Regions from separate parts of the Cricetulus griseus genome. Here region 1 is linked to region 2. A link is a contact called in public Hi-C data. All regions are on one chromosome and are shown on one strand. Each heading gives the region's core, a stretch centred on a gene start, on an enhancer-like site or on the middle of the called end of the contact. The rest is flanking DNA. Distances are from core to core; before and after follow the strand shown. Region 1 overlaps Tppp (tubulin polymerization-promoting protein). Region 2 holds the start of Zdhhc11b (probable palmitoyltransferase ZDHHC11B).

Region 1 (6,341 bases), core at 1,326-3,825, 52 kb before region 2:
CCTCAATGAGCCGGTGCACCTCACGCACAGCCTCCTCGCTGCTCTTATCCTTGAACCGCTTCTTGGCCAGCTCCTCCAGCGCCTCCTGGAATTGCTCAAAAGTGATGGTCCTGCAGGACTTCCCTCTGTGGGTGACAAACTTTTTGAGTCCTCAGGTAGTATGCAGTCCTCCAGGACCAACCCCACATGTATACCATCCCTTCCTGCATTCTGCAGTGATCCCCACTGGCCATGGCCAAAAGTCACCAGCCACTGCCAACAGACTGGAAAGAATGAAGGAAGCATATTCTTTAAGAACTACAGAGTGTCAGGACTTTTCTGTCTGTTCCACAAGCGGCAGTGTGGTCTCTCCTGGGTGCAAGGGCAGAGGGAAAACCAGGAGAGAAGATCCTCTTATCTTTTCAGGGGACACCCTAGCCAGTCAAGGAGCAGGAGGGAACCCAGGCCTAAACCAGGGTTAGAAGTGGCCCAGGAGGAGCCTAAGGCTATGGTCATCACAGTAGGCAAGATTAGGAGGAGCTGTAACACCTGTCCTGCTCAGAGTCCTATGAGTGCACAGTGCCAAGCAGCCTGGTCAGCAGGATGGCGTGAAGTTGCAATGCTCACCCACCATGTGCACCCTGCCACGGGGGAGCATCCTAGATTCCCTGTCATTTCACAAAATCCTCCCTTCATAAAAAGTTATGAAGTTATTTATAGTAATTTTACTTTAAACCATTTTCAACTTGGCATTCACCCCCAACTAATTCAAATTAGTGAAGTTTTCGATGTTTTGACATAGTGTGAAGTCCTGCATGTTGCTGGGGCATTTTAGTCCAATGGCCTGAGATAAGCTACCTCTTATGGCCAGGCATGCCACTGACCCCAGCTGCAGTGCTACGAGTTCAGGACTTTCAAACAGTTGACTGACAAAATCCCAGTGGGGCTTCTATGACTGTCCGTCAGCATAGGTTCCAGAGCAGCCAGGATGAGTTTATGAAAACAAAAAGGTTGAAGGCCTGAGACCACACTAGTCTAAGACACCTTTCAAAGCCTCATGAAGGAGACAGTATGAGACAGACATACAGATCAGTGTATCTGGAGCCCACACAGGTGACTAACTTGAACAAGCTCAAGGAGAAAGGACTATTTCAAGAAATTACTAGAACAACTGCTACCTCTGCAAAATAAACCAACTAGGATCCACAGCAGGACTCCAGAGTCAACCTTCTCAAGCATATCTAGATAACCTGGGTGACCTTAGGGTGGGCAAGGTTTTCTTAGAAATGATGCCAAATCATCATGTTCAATAATAGAAAACAGGCAAACTGGACTTCAGAATATTAAAATCCATGTCCTTTCAAATGACACTGAAGATAAATACCACAGAGCTGAAAAAAAAATGCTTGGAACACACTAACTTGAAAAGGAGCTTGTATCTGAAATATGCAACTTAACAAGAAAATTTCAGCCGGGCAGGGGTGGTGCACGCCTTTAATCCCAGCACTTGGGAGGCAGAGGCAGGTGGATCTCTATGAGTTCGAGACCAGCCTGGTCTACAAGTGCTAGTTCCAGGACAGGCTCCAAAAGCTACACAGGGAAACCCTGTCTTGAAAAGCCAAAATAATTTTTTTAAAGAAAAAAAAAGAAAATTTCAAATGGGCCAAGTATTTGGACCAGATACCTCCCCAAAGAAAACCCACTGATGGGAAAACAGCTCACATGACAAGTCACCCATGAGAACAGCAGAGGTAATGGGGGAAATTGACCGCTGCAGGCTAAGGAGGAATGACATTGAGCCAGTCTTTCAGGAGAAATGAAGATTTAAGCTCATGTTAAACCCATTTGTGAATATTGTACAGATTTTCTTCAGTCATTCAAACTTGAGAAGCACCCAAATGTCCTTTAGCAGTGGCCCAATAAAGCATTCTGTGGACAGCAGTGTGAGGCTACACCAGTGACAACACAGTCACAAAGTGGACCCTTAGTGGCTGGGCTGAGGAACCAGATGTGAAAATACTACTGTTCCACACACCCTGAGTTTTTACTGGTGCCTACAAGAGTCTCACACTACACTAGTCCTGAACACATGGGGCATTCTACAAACAAATGGGAGAGCTGAGCCAATTACCCTTTGAGAAATGCACGGAACCCCATGTTGTAGACTGCACCTACTTCTCAGGAGACTGGGGAAGCCACGGAGGCATTACACTTGGATCGAGGACACAACACAGGAGCTAGAGTCCCACAGTGACACTGCGGATCCTAGAACTTTGTAGAACTGCCTGTGGTGCAGGTAATGGAATCTCAGTAGAAGCCTTGTGTCTTAGAGGGTGGGTTCTAGTCCTTCAGTGCTCTCAGCCCCAGTACTTACCAGCTACCTTTGACATACTGGGAGATTCAGGGCAGTTGAGCAGCTTGGCTTCACAGTCCAATGGTGCCTGGAGATGACAGCTTTTCCCTCTCTACTAGGACCTTGGGGGTGTGTTGCTCTAAGGCCCCTCAGGGCTGCTCTGTTTGTCCTGAGAAGTCAAAAGCGCTCTTGTCTCCTACTCCCAACCCTTCCTGGGCTGACATGAGGATGCCAGGCCTAATGACCAGCCTGGCAACCAACTGCTGGGGCACACAGCCCTTTCTGGGCTGCCTCGGCACCAGGCACCACCAGCATGAGTCACTGGGGGATGGGGTAACTGGAGGGACTCAGCCATCACAGGCCACATTCAGATAGAACTGGATGTTTGTTCTACTGGTACCAAGAAAACCTTTCTGGCCTATGTCCCCATAAATCTGTATTGTTGGGGAGAGGGGTCCCTGCCTTGGTTCCTAGTTCACAGGGAATTTCCCAGGAGACCCAGGCACTTCTTGAAGCAGAATCCCCAACTAGCTCTGGGAAAACAATGCCCATTTCTTCCTCACAAATGTGAAAACTGCAGGGCTCTCCTACACAGTGAGCCTATATCTAGACATCCCAGGACTGAGGGCTCTTCCTAGGGCTTGGCCTTCCCTGTCTTTGGTTCCCAAGCTGTCCAAAGCTGGCCTACAAGTGGGTCTCTGCTCAAATATATTTCAAGAGCCTGGGATTGCTTCCCAGGCCATGTCCCCATATGTGCAGTGCACCTTCTCAGTCCCTTGGGAACCCTGGTACCTGGATAGGCGGGTCAGGACCTAGCATCAGGCAACAGAGCCCTCTGAGGAAGGTCTACTCCTTTATGGCCAATACCACAAAACTACCACTCCCCACCTCACCTTTGGGCTTTCACAGATCCCCTAGTCCGGCCCATTCATCACCTTTGTGAAGAGGTCCCTGTCAAGGCTTGAGTAATAAGTAATGAAACTCGTAAGTGATGAAAGACTGGGGCATTCGGGACAAGACAGGGAGGCCTGGGCTTCTCAGTTCCTGGCATTGACAGAAGCTGTTGCTTCTGAAGTAACCACCAGCTAGATACCATTCAGACCGAGAAGGTTCGAGGGTGGAAAGATACTCCCTCCCCATACATGTGGTGGTCTGAAAGCAGCAAAGGACCTGGAAGGGATCCCCCTCACCCCCCAGGCAGTGAGAACCTCTAGTCCAGGATCCTGCCCTGCAGGAATACTTTCTCATAGAAAGCCCTCCTGCAGTCTTTCCGTAGAAATACAGAGCTGACCTGTGCCTGGTGAACCGCAGAGCAGCCTCAGCTGCCATGGGCCTCAAGTTGCTATCAATGTCTCTGGCTCTTTAGATGTATTCAACAGAGGTGCAGAAATCTCGTCATTCTCTTCAGATGCCATCCTCTTGTTCCTTTCTCAGGTGTCTCCCATGCCCACTGACTACCCATCTACCTCACGGCCCCACCCTGCACTCTCTATGGAAGACAATGCTGACACTGTTGAAAGTCTAGCCCTGTCAGTTCTCTGTACCCTCAGCAGGTCACTGGACTCAAGAAGTCTCCTGGGAGTAGGCTATGTGCTCTCTGCCCAGAGGGGCCTGGATGCCCATCAGCCTGTTTCAGGAAATCAGAGGTCATGCAGCAACACTGTTATAGCCCTGGTCTGGGCACATTCCAGATGTCTGTTTACAGGCAGTCACCAGCTTGCCTAGAGTGGACATTTGTGACCTACGGCATTGCTATTTCCCTCTATTGGGAACAAATTGTCTCAAACTATCTTTTCACTTGTCACTTAGTGTTTTCCAAGGAGCTGGAGGTTGTGGGATAAAGTTCTCCAGGTGATCCCAAATGAGAACCACGTCGGCCCACCCCCACCTCCTCAAGGCTTTGGCCTGGATTGAGTAGGGCTAAGCCATGAGGAGAGATGTCCCTGCAAGTGTTCAGACAAGTTATGGATATTCATTCTCCTGCATGTCCTTCATGCATTGGCTAGCCAACTTCCCAAGGCAAGGTGGAAGAGCTGAGGAGCAGGGAGAGCCCAATGGCCTGATCCTTACCTGGTTACTGCAGACTCACCAGAGCAGATGAAGCCTTGACCACAAAGCCATGGGAACCATTAGCTCAATGACTATCAGGCAAAAAAAAACCTCTACGTGTCTTGTCTATCCTCCAACAGAGGTCAGAACCCTGAGATTTCTCTGCAGGGTCTGAGGGGTTCCGCTGCACTGCCATATGTAGCCACTAGAGGGCCATGCAGAAGTAAGATTAGCAGCAAGGCTTCAGATACTGGGACACCTGAAGTCTAGGATGCATGCTGGATCTTGCTTGCTCCATTCAAGGCCTGCAGGGTCAGGCCAGTTTTCCCTGGAGCATGTGACTGTTAGTCTTACCCAAGACTAAGGAAGTCAAGCCCGAAGGAGGAACTCCAGGGACATGTGTGCCATAGGTGAATGGAACTGGGTGGGTCCCACAGTCAGGAACAGAGGTTGCCTCCAAGGGTCCTCATGTGTCCAAGTTGCTTTACCTCTGGATTTCTGTGATGTTTGGGTGGGTACACACAGAACCCTGTCCTTCCAGAGGGTTCCCAAAACTCCTGCCAGGACTCTCTCCAGACCTGGGGCCTGTTACTAGGAGGAATGGGCTACATTAGCCCAGGTGGCTGCTATGCTGAGCCTCACTGACTAGTTGTGGCATGTAAGGAACACCAAGCAGCTCATATACTCAGCAGTGGCTGACAAATCCTCAAGCTAGACAAATCTAGACCCTGCTCTCTACATGTAGGGACTGGCCTTGGTTCCTTCTGACCTGTATCCAGACATAATGGACACCCAGCCCTGACACCCCAGCCAAGTTACTTTCTGACTCTGCACAGTGTTGGCAGGAATCCGTGCATTTACTCTGGAGGGTACCCAACACACAAACAATCCAGGCTCAGAAAGGCCAAAGATTTCTGGGCCTCCTATCTAGTAGGATGGTGGTCAAAATAAAGAGGCAGTAGGTAAGCCCGGCCCAACCCCGAGGCTCCTACACCTCTTCTTTCACAAGCATTTGCAGGTACAAACCAGACACTCAGGCACATAGACCCATTATAGACAGTTACACATAGATACGATCCCTAGGGCCTCCAGGTGTCTCTCAAGCTGCACCCACTGGCCTTGCTTCAGTGTGAGGTCTCCATTAACTATATGGAGCCTGGCCATGCTGAGCCTTTTGCAGGATGGAGAGTCTAGATTAACAGTAGTCCACAATAAAAGTTGGTATAGAGCTTCAAGAAATTTGTTTAAAATTTAACACATAGTAACATCAAAACAAACAAGCGCTGCCATGGTGACAAGGACCTAAACAAAGGCTGCAGATACCCCAGCTGGCGCCACGCCTGCAGAGCCATGGCAACCTGCCCCAAAACAGAAATAGTTGAACTTCTTTTCTCTCAAGTCCTGTCAGAGTCAGCAACTTCCTGAAGGTACCTAAGCAATTTCCTCCCAGGCCCCAAATTCCCATAGGAGGCAAAGGCCTCTGCAGCTGCCATGGCTGTCCCTCAAGGGACCACAAACACCCAGCTCTCATAATACAAACAGTGCCACCACAGCCACAGTTTTCCTGGAAATCTCAGTCCCAGAGTTCCCCAGTCCTTGTGGACCCCTCGCAATATTCTACCACCACCCTGGTACTCGGGACACTGTCCCCCTACACTTTAAGACAACGTGAGCCTGACTCTTCTGTCCACACATGCCTGTGAGGTGGGGATCGTCCTCAAGAACAGAGATGTTCCAAGTGGGACATAGGTCATAAGAAACCCCAATGGAGTCTGGGCTCTGAGAGGGAAGGAGAATTCAAAGATGGTAGAGGTGAGGGAATGGAGACCTCTGGGGTCTCAAGGATCCACGTGTGAAGGCAAAAGAAATGTCAGGGTTTCTGGACCTCTGCTTAGTGCAGGATCCTCACCTGGGCTTCTCCAGCCACCCAGCTAAACAGCCACCCAGCTAAACACCCGTC
Region 2 (5,653 bases), core at 1,776-4,275:
TATGCATGCACCCAGGATGCATGTGTGCCCATGATGTGTGTACTGGGATGTACATATGCTCAGGGTGAATGTACCTGAAATTTAAGTACCAAAAGTATATATGCCCATGATGTGTGTCCCAGGGGTGCATGTTGCCAGGATGTGTGTGTGCTCACAGTGTGCCTGCCAATGACAGCATTAGTTTCTCCCTAAAAATAAGTCTTCAGTCACTAGCAAGACTGCATGGTCAGCTAGTGTTGGCCTACTCCAGGAGTGCAGGAAATAGGGCCTGTCTTAGTTATGATTTCTATTGCTGTGATAAAGACATCATGACCAAAAGCAACTTGGGGAACAAAGGGTTTATTTCATTGTATACTTCCAGGTAACAGTCCATCACTGAGGGAAGTCAGGGCAGGAACTCGAACAGGACAGGAACCTGGAAGAAGGAACTGAAGCAGAAGCCACGTAAGAAGACAGTACTCACTGTCTTACTATGGCTTGCTCAGCTTGCTGTCTTATGCCATCCAGGTCCACCTGGCCCAGGGGAAGTGCTGAATACAGTGATCTGGGCTCTCCCATATCAATTATCAATCAAGAAAATGACCCACAGACTTGTCTATGGGCCAATACTATGGAGGCATTTTCTCAATTAAGCTTCCCTCTTCCAAAATGACTCTAGCTTGTAAACTGGACAGCACAGGGTCCAACCTTTCGGGGGAAGCACAGTAGCAAAAGGCATTTACAAGACCCAGAGTTTGAACTCAAATTTCTGGGGAGGCAGCCAATGACCTGCATTTCCACTAAAAGGTGGTAGAAAAAGACCATCACAGAAATCTTGAAGTTAGTTGAAAGCAGGAATAAAAAAAAATAAAAGCTGAAAAATTATAATTTGAAAGAGGCCAACAGTAAGAGAAAAGTAATAAATTATAAAGGTGATTATTTACAAGAAAGTCAGGGTAGTGACGAACACCCGCAGTCCCAACATTTGAGAGGCTGAGGCAGGGAGAGTGGGAGATCACAGTGAGCTTGGGCTGCATGGGAGATCCAATTTCAGGTAAAAAGAGAGGGAGGGAAGAAGGGAGGGGAGGAAGGGAGGGAAGGAGGAAGGGAGGGAGGGAGGGAGGGAGAGAGGGAGGGAGGGAGGGAGGGAGACAAAGAAGATATGTTCTATATGGCCTGAAGCCAGGTGTAGTGGTGTGGGTACACCTCTAATTCTAACAGCTGAGAGGCTGAGTCTGGAGGATAACAAGTTCACCGCCTGACGGGGCTACACAGAAAATCCTATCCAAATAAAAAAATCCGTATCCTTCAGAGATGAAATAAAAAAAGCATAGGAAATATTATGAATAACTTTATTTATTCAAGAAATTTGACATTTTAGAAGAAATATTCAAATTTCATGAAAAATACAACTTACTAGAATGAGCATAAGCTGAAACAGAAAGCCTGAATAGCTGTTTTCCTGTTACATTGAATTCACTATCAAAAGCCTTCCCACAAATGAGTCTCTACCACTGAGATGAAAAGAATCAGCCACAGCTAAACTAGGACATATTCTACCCATGGTCTTCAACCAAAGGCCTAGAGGTGCCACACTATGGGAAGTTTCAGGGTGCTGCAACCACAAGCTGTGGTACAGCGAGTGCTCTGGGTTCAATCCCTGGCATTTGTTGCAAAATTAAAGAAAATTGGGATGCTGGCAATAGGGATTTTGGGAAACTGAGTGATGGAGTTTGCTGTGCGCTTTTCCAGGAAGATGGTAGCATAGTGGTTATGAGCATAAAAGCCAGGCTCCAATATAAACCACAGCATTTACAGGTAATAGTTTATGACATCTGAGGTTTTTAAAGATGATCCCCTGAATATGCATGTGAAAAATGGAAAACTGGTCAGCCCTGACTGCTGAAGTGGGTGACTGTGAGACACTACCATACCCAGTCTCAACAAAGCAGCCCCCAAGAAATCACAGTATGGGCCCCTGCTCTTTTAACAGTCGCTTGATCCTGTGTGTTGTACCTCCTCCTTCCTAACCTATGTCTGGTTCTCTCAACTCCAGGACCTGCAGAATGTCAGACAAAGCAATGTGCCTCATAGAGCCTATGGCCAGGTTACGTTCTCACTAAAATGGGCTCACCCTGGGCTTATGGATGTAATTTTCTGGGCCCAGGCCCACTTTGCAGCAACTTGGCACTGGCTCTAATGTGGATCCATGCCTAAAGACCTGGTTTCTCTAATCAGATGCTAAGTGTAATGTTAGATCCCAGGTACCCACCCTGATATACACCATACCACATGGGCATGTCTCCCCATGGTCCTGTGGAATCATCTCTAAAGGCCTGGCCACTCCTTAGGTCTAGGCTCTGTAGTGCCGAACAAGCACATTGGCAGGATGCCAGTTGGAGGCAGCCAAACATGTGCTTCTGAAGTCCTTCCTTATTGGTCTAGCTACTGTGTCAGTCAACAGAGAGGGATCTGTCTGTGCCCTGTAAGAAAGATAATGTGATTGGAATCTGTGACTGGTACTTCCCTTTCCTTGGGTCACCACCTCCAGGACTGCTACTGTCACCTGGAATCTAGCAGATTCTACCTTCACAGTAGCAAGATCACCTTCTATCAGGCAATGTGCAGTCACGGGACTAACTTCAGGGCCACTAGGCAGAGACAGAGCCCATTGCAAAGGCATGATGGGGTTCAGGGCCAGTTCTCTTGAAGACATTCAGAAACCCCTCCACCTCCAAGAGACAGGCAGCCCAGGGCCCCACCCCACTAGCACAAAGGATACAAAATAGGCAGCATGTTTCCAGCTAGTTGGTAGAAAGGGGATGAAGATCCCAAAGGTGGCAATGGACATGGCCAGACAGGTGGTCCAGGATATTGCCTGGAAGGAGTGGAGGGGTGGTGACCAGCCATTCACCCTGGACAAAGGGCGTGGTAGGATCTTCTTCACATTATTGGCTTGGGCTTCTGGGAGGACCCGGTTCCGGTTCATACCACAGATGTTCATCTGAGAGATAGAAAGGGCACAAAGCTGTCTGTCGCTGGGCATAGAATGAGTGGCCTACGATACTGCTTGACATTGTCAGGGGGGTCACCAGGACCTGGGCCAAAAGCTAATATCTATATGGCAGGTTGGTATGGCTGACTAGGCTTGGCAGGAGGTTCCTATCATGACAGGTAGGTTTGCAACCCCTCAAATAGTGGCCACAAGGCTAGGTATAGCTATCCCACCTCTGTGGATACAGCTACCCATGAAAAGACCCCTGGTTGGGCCAGATCTACTTAAGTACCACATTTCTCCTTGACACAATTCTGTCCTGAATGTTCAAGTGACAAATACCAGAAAATACATAAAGAGGCCATCCTACATAAGAACCCAAATTCATCCATTTCCCTAGGATCTTACCACCCAGGACACTCCCTCTTAAAAGTGCTGCTGTGAAGGGCCAGCATTAGAGAGGGGCCTGGGACAAAGAGAAAAGCACAGTAGACTGATTCACAGGAAAGGGCCCTGGCAGTGAACCCAACAAGGTGAGTCCTCACATTCCTAACAGGCCCAAAGTTCAGCTCTGGTATTGTCGCTGTGTGAGAACACACTCTTGCACCATACATACCACACAAAGCTACACACCATACAGAACATACTGCTCAACACACACAGGACAGTACTCCCCACATCAAATGTGTGCATCACACAGTTCTTAGGACCTCCAGACTCCTCCTCCTCTTGCTACCTGGCATGCCCATACCAAGCCCATCCTCTGTCAGTCATCTGTCCATATTTTGCCTGTGATACTTGTCAATACTGCAGCTTGCCTCCCTCAAAGTCACACCCCATCATCTGGACTGGAGTCCCTTCATTCACTCATTTCATAAGAGCATAATTGGTCCTCTCAAAATTTGAGGACTAAGGGTTGTCTGTGACTCTGGTAAGCTGTGAGCTGTAAAGTCACTAGTGAGCTCTGATTTCAGATTCAAGAATCAGTGGTGCTGGGAGCTTCTAGCATCTTTGACTATTTTGATTGAGGTCTCTTGCTTCTATACTCCCCACCTTCATCGTAGGTTTCATTGTGGGACTCTGCCATGACTACTAACACAGCCACAGCCAACCTTTCCCAGAGCTTCCTGCATGTGCTACTCACAGCCATGAATTCTGTCCTGATATCTAGCCTTAGGTGCCTCCCATAATTCTCTTTGAACTGTCCAACACTGCTGTTATCTACCCATTCCACTCATGATCTCCCATCAGTACCCTCATTTCTCAGGAGGAGCTTTCCCAATCTTGGCATCTCATTGTATGCCCCATGGAGAGGTTCATCAGACAAAGACCCTGCCAGCTCCAAGAAATCAAACAGGTCACATGATAACTGGGGTCTCCGATGGGCTGAGTCTCCACCTGTGAGGCCCTGGCCCAGGGACCTATGGGGTGAAACCCCAATTCCCGTGGCCATTGTCTACTTCTGACTTCTCACCTCTCTCATCAGGTTGAGCTGTAAAAGTCAGACACTTCTTGCTCAGTGCTGACACATTAAACCATGGAGGAACCTCTTCGTGTACACAGCAGATATGGAATGCCTCACAAAGGAAGGTTCCACAGCTCATAAAGCCACAGCCCCTGCAACCAAGGAGACTACCTGCTGTTGACTGGGGGACAGAACAGAGGTGGCAGACAAACAGGTGGCATAGTTAGGTGGGAATGGGGCTAGCTGATTTCCACAGCTGGGACTCTGATAGCAGAGCCCAGCTTTACTACCCACACCTGAACTGGCTTTGCATGGTCCTGAGTTTTTACTAGAAAACTATTGTAACCTCTTACTGAAGGCCATCAGCTTGTGTGTGGGCCTCTGACATGCACCTCTAACTCCAACTTCTTTACACTTGATCCCCAGCATTTTTTGCTGTAGAAGCTGAGGGGCACATGCTTCATGGAGAAACGCAAAACTTTGAGCCTAACCACTACTGCTTGCAGACTACTCCTCTCTGGTAGCCATGGGTCTGGATGGCCCAGTGATGTTTCCTAGACTCTGGATGCTGAGTGGTGAGTTGAAGCCCCATGCTCTCCTGAGAATTTCCAAACACAATCCTACTTGAGTCTTTTCCCTCCGTGTTTCAAATTTTAGCTTAAGAAATGTTTAGTTCCATCAATCTCATTATAGGGGAAGGGTATTTAAGGTACCTCTCCACTATTGCTTAGATTCTTAGTTGGGGTCATCCTTGTTGATTCCTGGAGTTTTCCCTAGTGCCAGGTTTCTCATTAAGCCCATAACGGCTCCCTCTCTTTCCTTGCTCTCCTCTGTTGTTCCCCAGCTGGATCTTCCTGATCCTTCATGTTCTCCTCCCCCTCTCCTTTTCTCCTACCACCCCCTCCCAGTTTGCTCAGGAGATCTTGTTCCTTTCCCCTTCTCCGGGGACCATGCATGTCTCTTAGGGTCCTCATTGTTTACTAGCTTCTCTGAGGTTATGAATCCTTTGGTCTATGCCTAATATCCACTTATGAGTACATACCATGTTTTCCTTTCTGTGTCTGGGTTACCTCACCCAGGATGGTTTCCTCTAGTTCCATCCATTTGCCTATGAATTTCAGGATTCCATTGTTTTTTGTTTTTGTTTTTGTTTTTTCCACTGAGTAGTGCTCCATTGTGTAAATGTTCCACATTTTCTGTATCCATTCTTTGGT

Evidence for each region. Hi-C and Micro-C count contacts between places; a contact is called where the count stands out from the background.
Region 1: a Hi-C map of the CHO-K1 cell line shows a contact between it and region 2, with 2.6 times the contacts expected there. The contact joins the enhancer-like site here to the promoter of Zdhhc11b in region 2. A contact is called at or near these places in 2 of 8 Hi-C or Micro-C datasets (the CHO-K1 cell line and liver).

Annotation. Positions count from the first base shown.
Region 1 is chr2:368,687,480-368,693,820 of CriGri-PICRH-1.0, reverse strand. It overlaps Tppp (tubulin polymerization-promoting protein), which reads right to left. Exons shown (of 3, transcript XM_035439167.1): 2 at 1-125. Among named protein-coding and RNA genes, the nearest start is that of Tppp, 6.8 kb to the right of the region's middle. Within about 2 kb of position 2,575, at least 1 of the 6 cell types and tissues checked has open chromatin away from gene starts, as enhancers often do.
Region 2 is chr2:368,636,485-368,642,137 of CriGri-PICRH-1.0, reverse strand. It overlaps Zdhhc11b (probable palmitoyltransferase ZDHHC11B), which reads right to left and starts at 3,025. Exons shown (of 8, transcript XM_027400025.2): 1 at 2,747-3,025. The coding sequence starts at 3,025.